Regions from separate parts of the Mus musculus genome. Here all the other regions are linked to region 3. The links are chromatin contacts, called in public Hi-C and HiChIP or PLAC-seq maps. All regions are on one chromosome and are shown on one strand. Each heading gives the region's core, a stretch centred on a gene start, on an enhancer-like site or on the middle of the called end of the contact. The rest is flanking DNA. Distances are from core to core; before and after follow the strand shown.

The links. Hi-C and Micro-C count contacts between places; a contact is called where the count stands out from the background. HiChIP or PLAC-seq counts read pairs in DNA pulled down with a chosen protein or histone mark.
Region 1: a contact with region 3 is called in a Hi-C map of tail fibroblasts, with 5 times the contacts expected there. The contact joins two enhancer-like sites. A contact is called at or near these places in 8 of 484 Hi-C or Micro-C datasets (the C2C12 cell line, adipose-derived mesenchymal stem cells, bone marrow-derived macrophages and 3 more).
Region 2: a contact with region 3 is called in an H3K27ac HiChIP or PLAC-seq map of heart atrium, with 6 read pairs. The contact joins two enhancer-like sites. A contact is called at or near these places in 3 of 484 Hi-C or Micro-C datasets (the C2C12 cell line and uterus) and 1 of 115 datasets of contacts at active chromatin or transcription factors (heart atrium).

The regions. Positions count from the first base shown.
Region 1 is chr10:56,779,839-56,784,049 of GRCm38.p6, forward strand. No RefSeq gene overlaps it. Among named protein-coding and RNA genes, the nearest start is that of Gm36769, 150 kb to the right of the region's middle. Within about 2 kb of position 2,578, at least 38 of the 459 cell types and tissues checked have an H3K27ac peak or open chromatin away from gene starts, as enhancers often do. A contact at or near this core is called in tail fibroblasts, where this site is marked.
Region 2 is chr10:56,812,084-56,815,973 of GRCm38.p6, forward strand. No RefSeq gene overlaps it. Among named protein-coding and RNA genes, the nearest start is that of Gm36769, 120 kb to the right of the region's middle. Within about 2 kb of position 2,153, at least 3 of the 459 cell types and tissues checked have an H3K27ac peak or open chromatin away from gene starts, as enhancers often do. A contact at or near this core is called in heart atrium, where this site is marked.
Region 3 is chr10:56,999,429-57,003,597 of GRCm38.p6, forward strand. No RefSeq gene overlaps it. Among named protein-coding and RNA genes, the nearest start is that of Gm36827, 19 kb to the left of the region's middle. Within about 2 kb of position 2,098, at least 29 of the 459 cell types and tissues checked have an H3K27ac peak or open chromatin away from gene starts, as enhancers often do. A contact at or near this core is called in heart atrium and tail fibroblasts, where this site is marked.

The DNA of each region.
Region 1 (4,211 bases), core at 1,328-3,827, 220 kb before region 3:
CACCCACTCCTGCTTCCTGGCCCTGGCATTCTCCTCTACTGGGGCATAAGATCTTCTCTAGATCAAGGGCCTCTCCTCCCATTGATGGCCAACTAGGCCATCCTCTGCTACATATGCAACTAGAGACACAGCTCTGAGGGGTACTGGTTAGTTCATATTGTTGTTCCTCCTACAAGGTTGCAGACCCCTTTAGCTCCTTGGATACTTCCTCTAGCTCCTTCATTAGGGGCCCTGTGTTCCATCCAATAGATGACTGTGAGCATCCACCTCTGTGTTTGCCAGGCACTGGCATATCCTCACAAGAGACAGTTATATCAGAGTCCTGTCATCAAAATCTTTCTGGCATATGCAATAGTGTCTGGGTTTGGTGGTTGTATATGGGATGGATCCCCAGGTGGGGCAGTCTCTGGATGGTCATTCCTTTGAATTTTGAGCTTTGAACTTTGTCTCTGTAACTCCTTCCATGGGTATTTTGTTCCCCATTCTAAGAAGGAGTGAAGTATTCACACTTTGGTCTTCCTTCTTCTAGAGTTTCATGTGTTTTGCAAATTGTATCTTGGATGTTCTAAGTTTCTGGGCTAATATCCACTTACCAGTGAGAGCATGTCATGTGTGTTCTTTTGTGATTGGGTTACCTCACTCAGGATGATATCCTTCAGATCAATCCATTTGCCTACGAATATCATAAATTCATTGTTTTTAATTACTGAGTAGTACTCCATTGTGTAAAGATGTCCCATGCTCATAGATTGGCAGGATCAATAGAGTAAAAATGGCTATCTTGCAGAAAGCAATCTACAGATTCAGTGCAATCCCCATCAAAATTCCAACTCAATTCTTCACAGAGCTAGAAAGGGTAATTTGCAAATTCATCTGGAATAACAAAAAAACCTAGGATAGCAAAAATTATTCTCAATGATAAAAGAACCTCTGGTGTAATCACCATGCCTGACATTAAGCTATACTACAGAGCAATTGTGATTTAAAAAAAACCAACCAACCAAACAACCAAACAACCGACCAAACAAACAAAAACCCCAAAACTGCATGGTACTGGTACAGGACAGACAGGTAGACCAATGGAATATAATTGAAGACCCAGAAATGAACCCACACACCTATGTTCACTTGATCTTTGACAAGGGAGCTAAAACCATCCAGTGGGAAAAAGACAGCATTTTTCAACAAATGGTGCTGGCACAACTGGCCGTTATCATGTAGAAGAATACAAATTGATCCATTCTCATCTCCTTGTACAAAGCTCAAGTCTAAATGGATAAACGAACTCCACATAAAACCAGAAACACTGAAACTTATAGAGGAGAAAGTGGGGAAAAGCCTCGAAGATATGGGCACAGGGGAAAAATTCCTGAACAGAACAGCAATGGCTTGTGCTGTAGGATTGAGAATCAACAAATAAAATTGCAAAGCTTCTGTAAGGCAAAAGACACTGTCAATAAGATGAAAAGGCCACCAACAGATTGGGAAAAGATCTTTACCAATCTTAAATATGATAGGGGACTAATTTCCAATTTATACAAAGAACTCAAGAAGTTGGACTCCAGAAAACCAAATAACTCCATTAGAAAGTGGGGCTCACAGTCAGCTAATGGATGGATCATAGGGCTCCCAATGGAGGAGCTAGAGAAAGTAGCCAAGGAGCTAAAGGGATCTGCAACCCTATAGGTGGAACAACATTATGAACTAACCAGTACCCCGGAGCTCTTGACTCTAGCTGCATATATATCAAAAGATGGCCTAGTCGGCCATCACTGGAAAGAGAGGCCCATTGGACTTGCAAACTTTATATGCCCCAGTACAGGGGAACACCAGGGCCAAAAAGGGGGAGTGGGTGGGCAGGGGAGTGGGGGTGGGTGGATATGGGGGACTTTTGGTATAGCATTGGAAATGTAAATGAGCTAAATACCTAATAAAAAATGGAAAAAAAATAAAAAAATAAAACAATTTCAACTGGTTTAACACTGGTTGAATAAACCATTAAAAAAAAGAAAAGAAAAAAAAGAAAGTGGGGTACAGAGCTAAACAAAGAATTCTCACCTGAGGAATACCGAATGGCTGAGAAGCACCTGAAAAAATGTTCAACATCCTTAATCATACGGGAAATGCAAATCAAAACAACCTTGAGATTCCATCTTACACTAGTCAGAATGGCTAAGATCAAAAATTCAGGTGAAAGCATATGCTGGTGAGGATGTGGAGAAAGAGGAACACTCCTCCATTGCTGGTGGAATTGCAAACTGGTACAACCACTCTGGAAATCAGTCTGGCGGTTCTTCAGAAAATTGGACATAGTACTACCGGAGGATCCCGCAATACCTCTCCTGGGCATATATCCAGAAGATGTCCCAACCGGTAAGAAGGACACATGCTCCACTATGTTCATAGCAGCCTTATTTATAATAGCCAGAAGCTGGAAACAACCCAGATGCCCCTCACCAGAGGAATGGATACAGAAAAGGTGGTACATTACACAATGGAGTCCTACTCAGGAGAGTACTGTTTAAGGTCACTCTGTGAATCAACTCCTTTGCTGGGAATGAAAACCCAGGGTGGTGAGTCACTTCATTCTAGGTGGTGAGCTCAGGCCGCAGCCCGCAACAGGCATGCCCTGTCAGCATGAGGTCAGAGGCTCATTTACACAAATCATAACTGTCTTCAATTGCAGCAGACAGAATGTTATGGAGATTGACATTTGCCCTCCTTAAAGGGGGACTGTAAGCAAATGATCAAAGAATGCTGAAATGGAAGGGAGGGTTTTTTAACATCTTCATTTACATTGCTTAGACTGTATTAAAAGCCAGCAGCCCTCTAAAATACCATATACATCATCTATTCTGACCACTAACAACCCTAAGACCCTCTCTATCTTCCTATTCTGCAGTAAATGCTCTGACTCTTCAATTGTGAGAAAAGACGCTCAAGTGCTGAAGTGGTTGGCTTCTGCCTGCTTCGCCCTCCCCTCCCCCCCCCCCCCCCCCCGTTTGTAGGAGTTGCTTTTCTATTGCTATGGTTAAATACCATGGTGAAAGGCAAACAAAGAAGGGTACATTTGGGCTGATTCAGCTGAAGCATCCTTAGTAGCAAGAGTGGCTTGGCAGAGAGTGGCTGGAGCAGGAAGCTGAGAGATCATACCTTTACCTGCAAGCACCAAGCAGAGAGAGTGAATCTGAAGAGGGGGTGAGGCTTTGAACTCTCAAAGTGTGTCTTTAGCGACTTACCTTGTCCTGAAAGGCTTGCATCACCTCTCCAAACAGAGCCACTTACTGTGCACCAAATACTGGAGCTTATGGGGCCATTTCTCATTCAAATCACCTCATTATACCAAGGGCAAGGTCACTCGCTTGACTGGTTAGCTGTTTAAATACATAAGTAGTGAGTGTGTCAAGCACCATTCAAAGTGGTCCCATAATCTACCAGCATTCTCATTCCTCATTTCCTGGGCCCCTGAGTAGATTAAACCACCCTTGTCCAGGAGATAAGCATGAAAGAAGAAACCTCATTTTGAAGACAGATAAATTGTTGAGAATACACATCGAAAGTGAGCTGTTGTTATAGGTACTAAAATTCGTGGCTTGTTACTGGTCAGAGTGTCATGCTCATAAAGATGCGGAAATGTACATGCCTTTGAGAGTCAGACTCTTTGGCTAGCCATAGTAGAACTAAACTGAGCTGAAAATTGTGATTGGTCATACTCAGAATGCCCCAGTATAAGTTAAATATAAGTGTGTTTTTTATGTATGTTATATGTATGTATGTACATATTTTGAGATGAGGTAGTCCAGGTTAGCCTTGAACTTGTGATGACTCTTAACCTCCACCTCTCAAGTGCTAGAATTGTAGGTTTGCAATCGCATGCCTTGCTGACTGGAGTGTATTCTCAATCCTCCTTGTAGACATGCAGAATCTAGGTGAGGCATGACCACATATAGGCAACTTGAAGTCCAATATAAAAATCACAGGGAACTTCAAATGGAAACTTGATACAGAATTGCATTTCGTTTATGCTTAACAGTATGTGTATCTGTTTTTCATGACACATTCAATTTGGTATTTCAAACTGATTTAGAAGAAGGTATCAGGTTTCCCTCTGAAATATGGTTGTGAGATTTAAACAAAAGGGATTTCTCTGACCAAATGCAGTAAGTTATACTGGAAAAAAAAGAGAATGCTCCACTTAGTGCTTCATGCAA
Region 2 (3,890 bases), core at 903-3,402, 190 kb before region 3:
TGCTTCACAGTTGTTGAGATGCCAGGTGTGCACCATTATAGCTGGCCCTTCCATTGTTGACTAAAGCTTTCCATTAAAAAAAAATCAATTTAAATATATTTTCTAACAGATACTTTTAAATACTTAAATTTCTGCTTAAGGATATTTTTGTATTTCTGTCATATGTACTATAATCTACAGATTTATAATAAAGCATTTCTCCTCTTTATGTCTGCGTGGAATGATAACAACAGGAAACTGATAGTGTCTTTATCACATTGTTAGCAAAATGGATTCAGTCCAGGGAACAGACTTTACAAAGCACATAGATTCTCCTCTGTAACTATTGCATCCGGCCTTGGAGAAGGCCATGATTTGTTCTTTATATAGAACTGCATAAATAATGTACTTGACATTTAGAAAAATTATTTGTTCTAACTCAGACCATTTTCCATGCAAATGAAGCCTAGCTTTAATGCTTCTAAAATGTATTTGGTAAAACCTTTTAAAAATGATTTTAAAAGCAAAAAATGTCCAAACTTTAATATGTGCACTTTTTCTCATACATGTATTTATCTGTGGGAATGGAATGCACATATGACACTGCACTGTGGTGTGGCCATCAGAGGACAGCTTGCCATGTGGACCCTGGGGACAGAGCTCAGGTTGTAGGCTGGCCAGTAAGTGCCTGCTGAGTCACCTTTCATAACTGAAATCATGCTTCTGAAAACCAAATACTGTGACTCTGAGACATATTAAAGTGATCTATTTAAGTTACACCCCTACTGAATGACAGTACTCTGCCATGTTAGCCTTCCACAATTGATCCCATGTACCAGAAATGTACTATTGTTGGACTGATATTTCTAATAGCCATGATAAGAAATAGACATCTTTGACACTAGTTATTCTGCCTACCATAATTTTCTTTGTTTAAGAAAGTAAGAAGACTTCTTGGAATAATTTGCATAAGTAGTGAGGGCGAGGAGCCAGTCCTGAACTCAGACTTGCTGTGTCAGACTCCATGGGACTGCTGATCTGCTGCTCTCAGTTTCTTTGGTTCTCTCCTCCCTTTGAAATTCCCATTGTCTCATTTGTCAAATTATTTTCAGAGTGCTCTGTCTATACCTAGCTAATTTATAGCTTCTAATACATTGCTGGCCTTCAACCATACAACCAAGGAGTTTGTCTAAGCATGTTAAAGGGGAAAAGCTTTGAGTTGGGAGAAATCATTTTTCATATAGTATTTGAGATCTTGCTTTCACATTTCCCACGTCCTCTTAGAGAACTAGATTTAGTGTCTCATCCCTTTAACAACACTTTTGTAATGAAAGTGTTAAATGACACAGTATTTCACATGGTATTAATTTATTTATCTACTTTATTGTCTGATTTTTGTATACCTTTTACTCACCTATCTGTATTATACAATTTCATAGCACTGTATTATTTCATCTATAACATAAGACTCAATTGTTTAGCATAATCACACACCGTGTTTAATCTATTCCTCCCAACATCCATACTTAGGGTATTCTTAGACAAAATTAATGACAATAATGATAATTAAAATCAATCATCCTTAATTTAATAAGGGTCATAGGCCAAGTTTATTTGTGTGATGGTAGGAGCAGACAATGTTCTCTACAGGCCCATGTGACTTGACTCTTGGTCCCCAGTCAGTGTGACTCTATTTTGGAAAGTTGTGGGTCCTTTGAGGTGTGAGGCACAGCATGAAGTTTACAGCTCAGTCCCATTTCTAATCCTGTTTCTATTTTCTGATTGTTGCCATGGGATAAGACCCTGCTATGAGCTTCTACTACTGCCAGGTACTGATGCGTTCTTCCCTATGCTGCCATGTTCCCTCTGAACTGATAAGCCTTTCATCCCATAAATTGCTGCCACCAAATATTTTGTCACAGAAACAAGAAGAGTGACTAATATAGTTTGGAAACAAGTTCTGAGATGAAAATTTGCTTACAGGTGTTTGAGGTGTGACTTCACTTCTGTTCCTGAACTTAAGATATAAGAGAAATGGGAAGAAAGTTCAAGAAAGTGAATTTTTCTATTCTATGAGGCAGAGACTTTCTGTTTTTAAGCACTCATCCCCAACAAGTGACAGTTTTCTTCTGCAGTTGCCCAGGGCTTAAGAGAATCTGGAAATAGAAAATGTTCAAGTACACTGACCCACATTTCCTCATATCAGCTTCAATGTCCTACTCCCACGTTATTTATAAGACAAGGTAGAGAACACAACCATTTAAAAAAAATCCTTGTGGAAAGCTTGCACCTGATCTCCAGTCTTTGATCCTCTGAAGACAGGAATGAGTCTTTTCATCTGTAGCCAATGGCTTAAGACTTCACTTGAATTAGCAATTAATCACCACCTATACTTAATGACTTTCCCAAACTTCAGAGTAGCTTCTGGCAACACCCACACAATCACATGATCTTTATGATTACAGCTTTTTTCTAAATCTCTAAGGCACAAAGGACATTTCCATTATTAGCATATTCTCGTCCAGTTGTGCCCCATCCAGGTTGTCACTGGTGAATGTTTTAACTATTGCACACTGAGATTTCCTGTTAGAAACTCTCTAAATGTTACCTAATGGCCAAGAGTAAATTCAAACAACATTTCACTTTTCACAACTGATTCTGAGACCTTACTCTCTTAGATAACTTCCAAGAAATAGGCTTTTATAGATACTTAAGGGCAAGAACATCTGTAGAAAGATGTCTGCGTGTGAGGCAGTATTCAGACAATGCCACACTGCAGCAGGGCATTTCTGATTGCTCTTCAGTGTCTAACTGTCACCGTATGTAAGCACCATTTCTTTGGGAGAAGCAGTTCACTTAAGCAGCAAGGTTGATTCTTAAAGTCTTGGTGGAAGAAATCAGCTAGAAAAAAACACCAGTAGATAATAATCTCAAATATAGATAAGGGATTAAATATTTTGGTCTAAAATGAGAGTCCTAAATTCTTTCCTCAATTACATATTTTGAAGAAAATTCTGCATTACCTTCCCTTCAAAAGACTACAAAATTACAGAGTTTCTCACTATTTTTCTCACAATATTAATTATAAAAATTATTGATTATGGCACAGAAGCACATTTATTTTCTTCTTTAAACTCATGTCATTTACTTATCTTGAACTAAGTATATATCTCAACAATCATTAATGAGTACCCATTAAGCATTGGACTGAGTGGGCATTTCTGATTGCTATTCAGTGTCTAACTGTCACCGTATGTAAGCACCATTTCTTTGGGAGAAGCAGTTCCCTTAAGCAGCAAGGGTAATTCTTGAAGTCTTGGTGGAAGAAATCAGCTGGAAAAAAAACACCAGTAGATAATAATCTCAAATATAGATAAGGGATTCAGATATAGTGTGTATGTGGTACCAAAGCACCAAGTTAAGGCAAGATCTATTCTTCATGGAAGATATGTTTTTATGAGGAAGATGGGCAGTGGTAATATTTGTATTGATCACTTAGTGTTTTGATAGACTCTTCCCTATATACTCCATAAGACAAAAGGAATTGCATAAAGAATGTGTCCACTCTTATTAACAGAAGAAACAGGACATATAAGCAAGTAAAAGAAAAAGATAATTTCAAATATTGATAAGTAAGTGAAACAAAATACCAAAAGGTAATGGGACCTAACTGTGATGGGGAAAGACTTCTCTGAAAGTGAAGGGATAACTAGGTGGCATTTGAGATTAGACTTTCATAATGAGAAAGAAGTAGTCATGGAAAGCGAGTGAGATATGGTCAAGTTAATACAACCACTGGGCTCTCCTGGGAAAGAGGAGACCTATGGATGGGAAGATGGACAGGCTGAGGAGAGAAACTGATGTTCCATTAATGGGATGCCCTTGCAAACAACTATAAAAGGTTGACTCTT
Region 3 (4,169 bases), core at 848-3,347:
ATACATGTAGGTTAGCACACATGAACATGCGCGCACACACACAAACACAAAGACATATCTGCATGCACACACACACACACACAGAGAGAGAGAGAGAGAGAGAGAGAGAGAGAGAGAGAGAGAGAGAGACTGGAGACACAGCTCAGTAGTTAATAGGACCTATTACTCTTAGAGAATTCAACTCCCAGGCCCCTCATGGTGGTTCACAATTACTTTTGGCTCCAATCCCCCCTCTGACCACTGCAGAAAACAAGAGCACATATGGTACACATACGTAAAGACAAAACACTAACTATAAAATAAAGTGAACAAACTTAATTTCAAAAATGAATGAATAAAAATAATCACTAGCAAAGTTAAAGTGGCAGCCTAAACAGCAACAGTACAAATAATGCAAACTCAATAAAGAGAAAAAATCCTTAAAATTAAACCCTAAATATTTCCAAATGAATTAAAATAACTAAAGTTTAATTGTAAGAAAATACAATGGAAATGTTTATAACAATATTTTGCTCAGAAAAATTATACAGAATAATTTGCTGCACTATATACACTCATAATTTGAAGAATTAATTTTTCAAGGCTTGTTTTTACTTTGTCAAAGGAAAATTATAGACTTGGCACAGTGTAGTAAAGACTTAATACAGGAACTTAATGGTGATGTGACAGTTAATAAAACTATATCTTGAAAGTAGCTGGCAATGCTCTGGATGATAGTTAGCTTAAATGGAACAATTTGTTAAATCATTCAACTAATGCTTAGTAAGCATCCATTGTATAGCATTATCAAGTATGTACTGTGAAACTCTTGTGGTCGATGCCATATAAAAAGTTACATGCTTCTGTGAGATTTAAAATGTAGCAGAGAAAACACCAGCGCTTAAAAAAATGGATGATATCTTATGATCCAGTATATATATTTACATATATATATATATATATATATATATATATCAAATTAGTTTGAATGTTTACTTGAAAATACTTTAAATTCTTACATTGAAAACATAGAAAACACAGAAGTGGATGCTCACAGTCAGCTATTGGATGGATCACAGGGCCCCCAATGGAGGAGCTAGAGAAAGTACCCAAGGAGCTAAAGGGATCTGCAACCCTATACGTGGAACAACAATATGAACTAACCAGTATCCTGGAGCTCTTGACTCTAGCTGCATATGTATCAAAAGATGGCCTAGTCGGCCATCACTGGAAAGAGAGGCCCATTGGACATGCAAACTTTATATGCCCCAGTACAGGGGAACGCCAGGGCCAAAAAGGGGGAGTGGGTGGGTAGGGGAGTGGGGGGGGGCTTTTGGGATAGCATTGGAAATGTAAATGAGGAAAATACCTAATAAAAATATTAAAAGAAAAAGAAAACATAGAAAAATAAGAATCAGATGAAAAGAGACAGTTGGTTTAAAATGGTTGAAGTCAATATTTTGTACTCTGTAGTTACGTTATTTCCGTTCATTTTGATAGATCAATTTCTCTAAAGATTGGAAATCTTTGGGGCCAATAAAAATACCCTGAATATCTTCTGTGTCCTGTCAACATTCACATATCTTTATTATCTAATAATAAGGTATACATCCAGATACTATGCTGTATAGTGGGCCTGACTGAATGGCATATTAGAATTCAAGAGGGAGCAGATTTGATGTACAGTCTGAGAAACAGACTAGAGGGACCAAGGAAGCACAAAAGGCTTATGTCGGATACTAGTGAACCTCCCTCAAGACCTCGGCAGAGTTTTCAGGAAGAAACCGTAAAGAAGTGTTCTATATTCACCTCAGGACTGAAGACAAGAACACTGAAAAAAGATGTGATTCGGATACAGAATTTTTTGAGTAGCTCCCGTTTGAAAGGGGTAAATGAAGTGCGTTAAAAATATCCACCCCTCTGAGAATATCCAAAATAGAACTTTCCTTTTGAAAAACCAGAGAGATGTGCTGGGATCCTTTTCAAGGTCACTTTAACCTCTAAGAAATCAACGCAGTTTCTGTTGTGAGAGCAGGGTCGCCTCCCCTCCTACCCTTCCTTATCCTGATCAGGTGATGTCTCAGGCGGCAGCGATTCTTTTTTAATGTAACAAACAGTGCCATCTACTGACCAACTCATGCTACTGAAGCGGTAAATATTCTAGGACAGTAATTTGATCTGTGATAGGCCATTTGTCACAGTCTACGGAAGTCACATTTTACACGTGCTTATTCGAAGCTACAAGCAGGACAGGTGCCGTCTGTTTTGATTGTCAAGACTTTTTTTTTTTCTTTTTAGTACAAGAAGAGATTGAGGTCCAAGAAAACGGATCATTTGATCGTAATTTCGACTCTGTGGTTTTTTGTAGAGAGTACCACTTTGAACTGAATTCCCCTGAATGGAAGGAAATGTCACACTTTAGAAGTGTAAACAAGTCTTCAGAGTTCTAGAGCCTCGGAGTAAAAGCTAGATGGGGATGAGGGATGAAAAGGTGTGAGGTCCGTAGAGCAAAGCACACTGCCCAATGACGGACAGTCTGGGGAGAAGGAAAATGCTCACGTGGACTGTCAAGTCGGAGAATGAAAGGAAAATGAGCCAAGGCTATTTTATTTCTCCCCCTTTAATACTATAAAGCTTGGAAATATTTAGGTCAGTCCCATGTGTTCCTACATAGGCATTATCAATAATTCCATCTATTGTGTTGCAAGTTGTATGGTGTCAATAATCAGTCACTTACAAATTTATGAGAGTTAGGCTGAAGTAAGGATGGATAATGCAGTGAAAATCTCCCTATACTTTGATTAATGAGAATTAAGCCCCATTTGGTTTCTATTTGCACCCAAATCAGGAGAGTGTTGTTACTGTTATTGTTGTTATAGGCTGCATGCAGATATTACACTGAACAGTTCCATGGTTGTGGCATTCATGCTGTTTTCCTATAAGCTTCTGATTCTATAAATGGATGTAACCAATATCTGTGGGATGGAATATTTGTAAAAGAATATGCTACCTTCTCCTTTAAGAGAGAGAGAGAGAGAGAGAGAGAGAGAGAGAGAGAGAGAGAGAGCAAGAAAGGATGTTGATTTTGTGTATAGGGAGATAGGGAGGATCTGGGAGGAGCTGAGAGAGGAGGAACTATAATAGAATATATTTTATGAAAAAATATATTTTCAATTAAAAATATACTATTTTCTCATTTAAGATAGGAATGAGCAAGTTGATAAAATGGGTCCAGATGTTTGTTTCCGTTGTTGCATTGAAGCTCTTGAAACTGTATGAGGCACATTCTCAAATTATATAATATATATCAAATTAGGAAATGAAAGTAATCTATCAGCCAGATGAATCATATTCGGGAGGGTTTCTGAGAATAATACTCAAGATGTACAATATTACCAATCTTTGAAACACAGAAGAAAAAGAAGGAGAAGAAGAAGAAAAAGAAGGAGGAGGAGGAAAAGGGAGGAGGGGGGAGGAAGAAGAGGAGGGGGAGAAAGAGGAGGAGGAGGAGAAGAAGGAAAAGGAGGAGAAGAAGAAAACAGCAGCACAGAAGGCAAGTTTGACAGCAATGCGACCATTCAAATGCACACGATCTCAGTCTGCATACAACCACCTCCTTCCATTTCTCAAACCAAAGGCTTCCAAAGAGCCAGGAATCTACAGAACTAATGATGTCAATGACCATAGCAACGCAAGCACTGGAGGGGTGCGCTTTCTTCACAGGACACTGTCCTGAGGGTTGTTAGTAACACTGAAACTTACTCTGGGATTAGACAAGGACATATGGTGGAGGCAGAAGGCAAGTCTTCACAGAGATGCCTCTTGGTGATAGCTCAGGACAGACCTGAGAAATGCTGACAACAGCTGCTGGAGCAAGTCACAGACCCACAGAGCATGTGGAATAGCACATGGAACCTGGCTCTGGGCCTCTGTAGTGGGGTTTGTTTAGGATTTCAAAATAATTCAGACTCAGCATCTGCCTACTCTCTTATTTGGTGATCTCTTCTCATTTTAACATTTGATCAGAAGAAGAATTGGAATCATGATTCTAATTCGTTTTCCAAGCTCAGAATGGATTTTTGTGCTCAATTTGGAATCCATGCTATTACAGGTGTTTTGTTTTGTTTTATGTTGTGGATTTTTGTTGTTGTTGTTATTTTTTATTTTTTTATTTTTTGGTTTTTCGAGAC